Linked DNA regions of Mus musculus: region 2 is linked to region 1. A link is a contact called in public HiChIP or PLAC-seq data. All regions are on one chromosome and are shown on one strand. Each heading gives the region's core, a stretch centred on a gene start, on an enhancer-like site or on the middle of the called end of the contact. The rest is flanking DNA. Distances are from core to core; before and after follow the strand shown.

Evidence for each region. HiChIP or PLAC-seq counts read pairs in DNA pulled down with a chosen protein or histone mark.
Region 2: a contact with region 1 is called in an H3K4me3 HiChIP or PLAC-seq map of the 230-238 cell line, with 36 read pairs. The contact joins the promoter of Stimate here to the enhancer-like site in region 1. A contact is called at or near these places in 5 of 39 promoter capture datasets (the 3T3-L1 cell line, the C10 cell line, embryonic stem cells and 2 more), 2 of 484 Hi-C or Micro-C datasets (germline stem cells and nephron progenitors), 6 of 115 datasets of contacts at active chromatin or transcription factors (the 230-238 cell line, the HPC-7 cell line, the SCID.adh cell line and 1 more) and 2 of 9 other capture datasets (adipose tissue and macrophages).

The regions. Positions count from the first base shown.
Region 1 is chr14:30,759,327-30,763,403 of GRCm38.p6, reverse strand. All of the region lies in intron 1 of Sfmbt1 (Scm-like with four mbt domains 1), which reads right to left. Among named protein-coding and RNA genes, the nearest start is that of 1700087M22Rik, 17 kb to the left of the region's middle. Within about 2 kb of position 1,668, at least 31 of the 459 cell types and tissues checked have an H3K27ac peak or open chromatin away from gene starts, as enhancers often do. A contact at or near this core is called in the 230-238 cell line and the HPC-7 cell line, where this site is marked.
Region 2 is chr14:30,823,657-30,827,733 of GRCm38.p6, reverse strand. It overlaps Stimate (STIM activating enhancer), which reads right to left and starts at 2,140. Exons shown (of 8, transcript NM_028839.4): 1 at 1,844-2,140. The coding sequence starts at 2,003.

The DNA.
Region 1 (4,077 bases), core at 419-2,918:
TTGGACCATTGCACTTGGCTTTTTTTTTTTTTTTTTTTTTTTTTTTTTAAAGCATGGGGCATTAGGGATCTGACCTCAGGTCCTTGTAAATCAATTCCTTTATAGACCACGCCATCTCCTCAGCCTCTGTTTAACTGAATCTCATGACAAAAGCTCTAAAGCGTTTTAAAAATAGTACTTATACTAAAGGAGTCTGTTAGTTGAATTTTGTCAACTTGACACAAACTAAAATCACCCAAGAAAAGAAACCTCAATTGAGGAACTGATTCCATAAGATTGGCCTGTAGGCATGGTGGGGCATTTTCTTGATTGATGATTAACGTTGGAGGGCTCAGCCTACTGTGGGCAGTACTAACCCTGTGCAGGTGGGCCTGGTTGTTTAAGAAAACAAGCTGAGCAAGCACAAGGGGCAAGTTAGTAATAAGCATTCTGCCATGGTCTCTACGTCAGCTCCTGCCTCCAGGTTCCTACTTGAATTCTTGCCCTGACTTCTCTCAATGATGTACTGTGATGTGCAAGTCAAACTAATTCCTTTCCCCCATAATGATTTTGGTCAAGGTTTTATCAGAGTAACAAAGAAGAAAACTAGTACTGAAACGTCTGTATTCTTACTTTTTGTTGCTGTGATAAAATACTATAATGAAGCTAACTTATAGAAGGCTGAGTTTATCTGGGCTTACGGTCCCAGGGAGATAAGAGGCCATTATGGAGGGGAGTCATAGCAGCATGGTGGCAGGAGTAGAACTTGAATGATCATTTTGTACTACAAGCAGCAGTCTGGGGAGGATGGGGGAGCTCACAACATGGTGGACACAGAGACAGAGAACAAACATAAACTGGAAATGGAAGTGAGGCGAGGCTATAGACTCTCAAAGCCCACCCATCCCCAGAGACACTACCTCTCAAACAAGGCTGTATAACTCCCTGAGTAGTGCTATCAACTGGGGACCATATGTTCAATACCTGAACCTGTGTGGTCCCAGCATTAGTAAATAGTATTTAAAGTCAATACTATCTTTCTCTGAATTTGTATGAACCACTAACATCACTTATTTAAGAAAGCTTGACAGGCGGTGGTGGCGGCACATGTTTAATCCCAGCACTCAGGAGGCAGAGTCACGTGGATCTCTGTGAGTTTGAGACCAGCCTGATCTCCAGAGTGAGTTCCAGGACAGCCAGGGCTACAGAGCAGCTTTGTCTTGGGGGAGGGAGGGAGGGAAGCTCTATACAGTAATAGCAACGATAGTATAAGCTGCTACAGAATTCTTTTGTTTGGTTGGTTTTTTTTGTTTTGTTTTGTTTTCATTTTTTGAGACAGGTTTCTCTGTAACGCCCTGGCTGTCCTGGAACTCACTTTGTAGACCAGGCTGGCCTCGAACTCAGAAATCCGCCTGCCTCTGCCTCCCAAGTGCTGGGATTAAAGGCACATACACGGTAAAATTGTTTAGTTAAACAAAGGGCAAAAGCTTTTTCAAAGAAGATTATATTGATTGATTGATTGATTGATTGATTGATTGATTTTATATGAGTACATTGTAGGTGTCTTTGGACCCACCAGAAAAGGGCATCAGATCCCATCATAAATGGTTTTGAGTCACCATGTGGTTGCTCGGAACCGAACTCAGGACCTTTGGAAGAGCAGTCAGTAATCTCTGAGCCATCTCTCCATCCCCCCAGAATTCTTTCTTATTTACTCATTAATTATTTGCTTAGTACAGATTAACTGACATATCATACTCTAGGTAAAGGAATATTCTGGGATAAAAAATAAGAAAAAACCTACCTCATTATTCTACAATGCAGAATAAGTAAATGGTAGATAACCCCTATAATACATTTGATGAAAAAATGTTACTGGAAAAGCTATAAGAGGCAGGAAGTACTACTTTCAGTTGAGTGATCAAGGTCTTAATGTAGAAGACATGAGCCAACAACTGAGGGGAAGTAAGGAAACAAACCATATAGACAGCTGCAGAAACAGGAAGTACAAGACCCTGACTCAGGAGGCTGTGTAATGTTAGAGGCCACTGTATTTGGAAAAGAATGATAAAGTCACTAGGAAATGAACTCAAGAAGTTTTCAGGGAATCACATTACATAAGAACACATGTATAATGCTGGTCCTAGTGGCACACGCACTTGGGAGGCATTTGGGAGGCAGAGGCAGAAGGATCTCTGTGAGTTCAATGTTAGCCTGGTCTACGTAGTGAGATGCAAGGACAACCAACGCTACGTTTGTGAGACCCTGCCTCAAAAAGAAAAAAGAAAAAAGTCAATGCTGTATCCCGAAAAGAACACGTGTAGGCTGCTGTGAAGATTTTGGCTTTGGGAAGACACTGGTGAACTATGAGCAGAAGATGGACATAACCTGACTTTTTAAAGGGTCACTCTGTGGCTATGTTGAACAGCACTGAATCAGACTATAAGCAAAAGCAGAAACAAAGATCAATTTTAAAGGTACTGGAAGAGTCCTGGTGAGAGGAGCACAGATTCATGAGGTAAGCTTGGGTCTAAACAACTGAAAGGATGGAACTGTGGCAAAGACTGGAACTGTTAGAGATGAGTGGCTCTGGCAAGAGAGCACCCATTACCCAGAAACTAGGGGCACATGCCTGTCTGCTTTCATCACTATTAAATCTTGGTTCCTTAGGCTTTCGAGGAAACGTTGCCAGGTAACAGAAATGTAATTATACCTATGTATATGTGTTAATTTTTGGTTTATGTTATTTTCATATGCTAAGCTTCACCCGAGTATAATAAAGCGCCCCCCCCCCCTTTTAATCTAGAACAGGGTTGATCTTGGGGAGGAGGGCGCTCTGGGCTTTTCACCTTGCAGCTTTCCTGTGAGCTTCAATCCCACCTTACATTTCTCTCTCTCTACATGTACTGACCAGTCCTGAAGGTATTTCCCCATGCTATCATTCATTTACACTAACTTTAAAAACAGGTTATTTTTACTTTATGTGTACAGGTGTTTTGCTTGCACATATGTCTACAGAGTGAGCACTACTTTTGGTTCAGGGCCCTCAGAGGGCAGAAGGAAGCACTTTATATCCTGCAACTGGACTTGCAAACATTTATAACCTGCCACATGGGTGCTGGGAAGCAAATCTGAGTCCTCTGGGAGAGAAGTCAGTGCTCTTAACTGCTAAGCCATCTTTCCAGCCCCTATATTACCTTTTTATGCCTCAATTTTGAAATAAAATTCTAATAAAGGCCATTTAATGTCAATTTTTCTAAGCCTTAATATATATTCAAAAATCTCAGGCATAAATACTATATTAACTATACAATAATAATATTGGAAATCTAGTTGTGATCAGTTTATAAGTCCCAGATTTACAATTATTAAGTATGACTACAATCATTTCCACAGCAATTACTAATTAGTACCTACTTCTATGCAGTTACCAAGATTATTAAATTATGATTTTGAAATTTCCTTTAACTATATTAAAAGATGGCATACATTTTCAGGTCACTTATTTATCCTATTTTGTACACTAGAGAAATAGTAAATCTCCTACAGTTGATATGACCATATTTTTCAAAAAATAAGTTTTATTTAAGGAAGCCAATAACAGTAACATCCATTGTTGTTTTTATTGCTGTTTTCTTTTTAGACAGGCTCTCACTGTGCAGCTCTAGCTAGCCTGGCCTGGAATGTCTGTATAAAAATGTTCAGACTGCCCTTGGACTCAAAAAGATCCACCTGCCTCTGCTTCCGCCTTCCAAGCACTAGGACTAAAGATGTACATCACATCTAACAGATAAATACATTTTTAAGTCAGCATGTCTTGTTCTAATGAAATAAAGGACTCTAATTCACTAGAATAAGCACTATCAAAATGTACCAATGTATTATAAAAGGACTGTAAAAGCTGAGCTGCTTGGTAACCATTATCAAGAAAAGACAACTTGTAGTATTTAAATGAACTGGACAGTTATCAAAAGTAGTAGTATAAATGGCCAATAGATACATTTAAAATTCTCATTCCTTATACCTCTGGGAAATGAAAAATCAAAACTATATTGAATTCATCTCACACCAAGAATAGCTCTACCAAGCAAATAATAA
Region 2 (4,077 bases), core at 891-3,390, 64 kb before region 1:
CCATGATCATGAAGCCCTTCCATATCGAGCCTTCCTCTGCACAGGAATGGACTTTCTCACTTAATATATGCTCGCAGGAAGTCCTTAGCAACCCTGGGATGTGTGCATAAACTCACACTGAAGATTCAGTGAGGAAGTGAGTCCCCGAAGACTTGCAGGGCCAGTACCACCACTCTGAACAAATCTACCCTGACAATTCTCATCGGTGAGCAACTCTGTCCTGACATAATGGCATGTCCCTCTCTGAATCACAAGTGAGCCTGGGAGTCACACAAATCAAATCCATGAGAACAGTCAGCTCCACACTACAAAATCCCAGGTTTTGCATAATAAAAATGAAGCCTATAGTTTCTTGAAAAAAGACAGTGGCTGGAGGAGAGAAGAGTGGGAAGGAGCAGAAGCCCATTCATAGTATCCTGAAAACACAGGCACAAAAGAATCTGCACCTGTCAGCAACCGATTCTGGTTAAGTTGTCACAAACTATCATTTTGAGAACAACTACACATTAGTTTCAGCAGAGAAAATGGCAAAGAAGCAGTGGCAAGTTGGGCACTTCTTGTTCAAAACCAAGCAGCCATAAAGAAATAGTGGTCAGAATCAGGGGCTATCCAGGGTCGCTTGAAGCCTGGGCGAGTTTGCCCAAAGAAACCTCTTGTTATAAATAAGCAAGGATAACCCTACTGCATCTGCATTCAGAGCTGCAGCAGGACACCCCCACCCCCAGTGAAGACTACATCCTGCTGGAACTCCCCATTCTGCCCACAGAGCACAGTTGTGAAAACATGTCAGTTTTGGAATTAATGCCTCTATATAATAGCTTAGTTATAACTCCTCTCTAACACATCACAGGGACACTCTCAGGTCTACGTGCCAAGAGAACTCCATCCTTTAGTGTCTGTGTGTGTGTATGTGCCCATCAGAGAAACAGCACAACCTCCCAACCCAAGGGCAAATATGACCCTTCCTCCAACCCCCATTGGGCAACAAGGGCCATCTGTGACTTCCTTCTTTACTATAAAACTCCCCAAGAAGTGCCTCTGAGACTTTCCCGGAGCCTCTAGCCTCCTCCATCAAGTCAACCAGGAGGGTTGTCAGAGTTTCACGAAAAAAGAGGAAATTTAAAAATGTAAATAACAAACGTGGTTTGGAAGAACAGCAAGCGGAAACTTCAGATACAACTTAATTGGGAAAGCTCAGGACAGAGCTGAACAGGTGAAAAGGGAGGCTGGGATGTGGGTACCGCGGCAGTCAGAGAGGATCTTCCCTGAACAATAGAGGGAGTAGGGCTGGGGGTCGCGCAGCAATGTGGGAGCACCGACTGCACTGCCCTAACACTACAGGTGGGTGTGGGTGAGTCTCCCCACACCCAACAGAGAGGGCAAACACTGGGAGTGAAGGTTCAGAGAGGAGCCCAGCATTAGGCTAGCAGACACTTAAGGGTGTGGGGGTCTAAGAGCCAAGGGGAGGAAGGCTACGAGGAGCCCCTGAGAAGAAGCTATGGGGGGGGGGGGGTAATCTCGGTCCATACCGAAAAGTGAGGTAACCTTAATTTGCGACGGCAAAGTGGGAGGGGACCAGATTTAGGCTGACATCAGACAAGAGACAGGTCTAAGGTGGAGGTGGTGAGGGGCAGGGTCACTCCTGGCCAAAAGCTCTCAGCCCAGGGTCCCGGACTCCCTTCTAGTCTCGAATAACCAGCACCGTCTCGCGGGAGAGGGAGGCACCGCAGCCCAAGGGCCCGGTGCCCAGGCCGGAACTCTAAGGGCAGGAGGGTCCCCGGGGTGGGGCTGGGACTGCGGCGGTCGACGTGGGGACGGGGAGGGGCTGGGGTCCCGGACTCACGCATCAATGTGCTGAAGGCCACGACGCCGAGCAGCCCCTGCAGGAAGATGCCGAAACTGTGCATGAGCGCGCCGCTCTCACAGCGGCCCGCCCCGGACGCGACCGTGGAGGCCGGCCCGCTCGGCAATCCGCGGCTCACGTTCCCTCCCGGGCCTTGCATGGCGGCCTGACGGGAGGGCGCGAGGGGCCGCCGGCCTCGCTGCAGCCCGGGTCGCGCTGCCCAGCCGCGACCCCGGACCTGGAGCTGGGTGCCGGTATCTCAGCCCGCGGCCGCCTCCGCGCCGCGCGTAACCCGACGTCCGAGATCGTAGAGCTTGATTGGTTGAGCCAGGCGTGAGGCGGGCTTCGATTCCCTCCGGGGCGGGGCTCTAGCCAGGGCTAGGGGCGGGGCTGGAGGAGAATCTCTGCAGGTAGGTAGAGCAGGTGAGCCAGACTGTGTAAAAGGAATCCCCAGAGCCCTGTGTTCTAGGTCATGAGAGCAGTGTCAGGGACAGTGATGGAGTCTGTTGCTAAATCCCTTTCCCCTCCAAGGCAAATCTATAAATGCCCTGGACAATTTCCTAAGAATACTCCTACATTCTGCCCTCAGATTCGGTTCACTACTTCGGAAGTGGAGTCCAGAACCTGAGGCAACATTATGCTAAGGCACGGTATTGAGTACAATAGTCTCAGCCGTCTGAGGTCTTCTTCCCACGCCAGGGATTGAGTGTTCTACTTTCATGGTCAAAAGCCAGAGGATTCAACTCACTATTCAAAGCTCCAGGGTGAATCCCTGTTCCCAAACATAATTTGTGGGGGTTTTGTTTTGAAACAGGCACTTTCTTAACCCTGCCTGTCCTCAAACTTAAAACAAGGACCTAGAAACAATGATGGCCTTGAACTCCTGATCTTCACACTCACGCACTCTAAGTGAATTATAGGTAGGTCTGTGACACCAGTCTGTCTGGTTTTGCTACTTTGCTTGAGATTGGTCTTGTTGAATTGTCCAGGCTAATCTGAACCTTTGGACAAAAAAAATGATCTTTCCACCTCAGCCTCCGAGGTAGCTAGGACTGCAGTTAAGTGCCACTACACTTGTCCCCCACCCCCACTTTAAATGGTTACTTCAATCCAGCCACTTTTCGCTTTATAAAAAGGGTGAGTTTAAGTGCAAAGTCAACATGCACAAGTCCTTGCTCTGTTCACTTCTGAGATACAACTACAAATAGAACGGATTTTGTTTTGAGACAGCATCTGGAACTCATTATGTAGCCCAGAATCTGCCCGACTTTCTCTAAAGGCATATGCCACCACACCCAGTCTGGTTTCTTTTCTTTCTTTTTTTTTTTTTTTTTACCTCCAAACCACCGGTGTGCACAGACTCCAATTTAAGTTTGTCTTACTACCCAGACCCCTAGACATCTCTGCTGTCTCTCTAGACACCTCTTGCTGGTGCCCTAGAGCTCTGACTTGTCTGCTGCATGTCAATGGGCATGTGCATGGTACAGGTCTAACCTACATCAAGGTATCTTTTTGGAACAATAAATACTAACTTTAAAGACATTTCCTCAAGAAGTTCTAATTATCAAAGAGGACTAAATGCTTTCCAAAGTTTGTTTGTTTTATTTAACAGGGATATAGACTCTGCAATCCATAGGAAATGCAATTCTGCAGCCTTTCTCTTACCGTCTCCTCGCACACCGGTATGGATACTACTCTCTAGCCCTGTGCCATGAGCTGCTGCCTAGGCGGCAAGCCACCTGTCTGCCCATCTCCACTGCACCTTCACCTTCTGTGTGCTCTGCTCCACCAGCACTTTCAGCTGTATGTATGTTGGTTCAGACAGCTAGGTCTCTCCCCTGGTATGAGCTTTCTAAAGGCAGAGCTAGTGTTGATTCACTCTTGGCACAGATTTGGCACACAGCAAATGTAAATTTACCTGAATTTTAACTTATGTATATTTAATTTATTGAAATGTAAATTTATTTAAAGTTTTTTTTATTGAAAAAGATTGTGAAACTAAATGAACGTATAAGGGAAATGTAAAGTCCCATCATTCCCTTTAAGTCCGAGAAGGACCTTACACACTAAGCACTCAGCAGTTACAGCTCATGTTCAGGGAGAGCCAGAGGATCTGTGTGTTAAAGCAAGAGAGGCCGTGGCTGGGCACAGGGAGATTACTAGTTGAAGACACAGAGTTCATGAAAAAACTGCACACACAGCTGACAAAAGAAGTCTGGGAGAAATACCGCTCT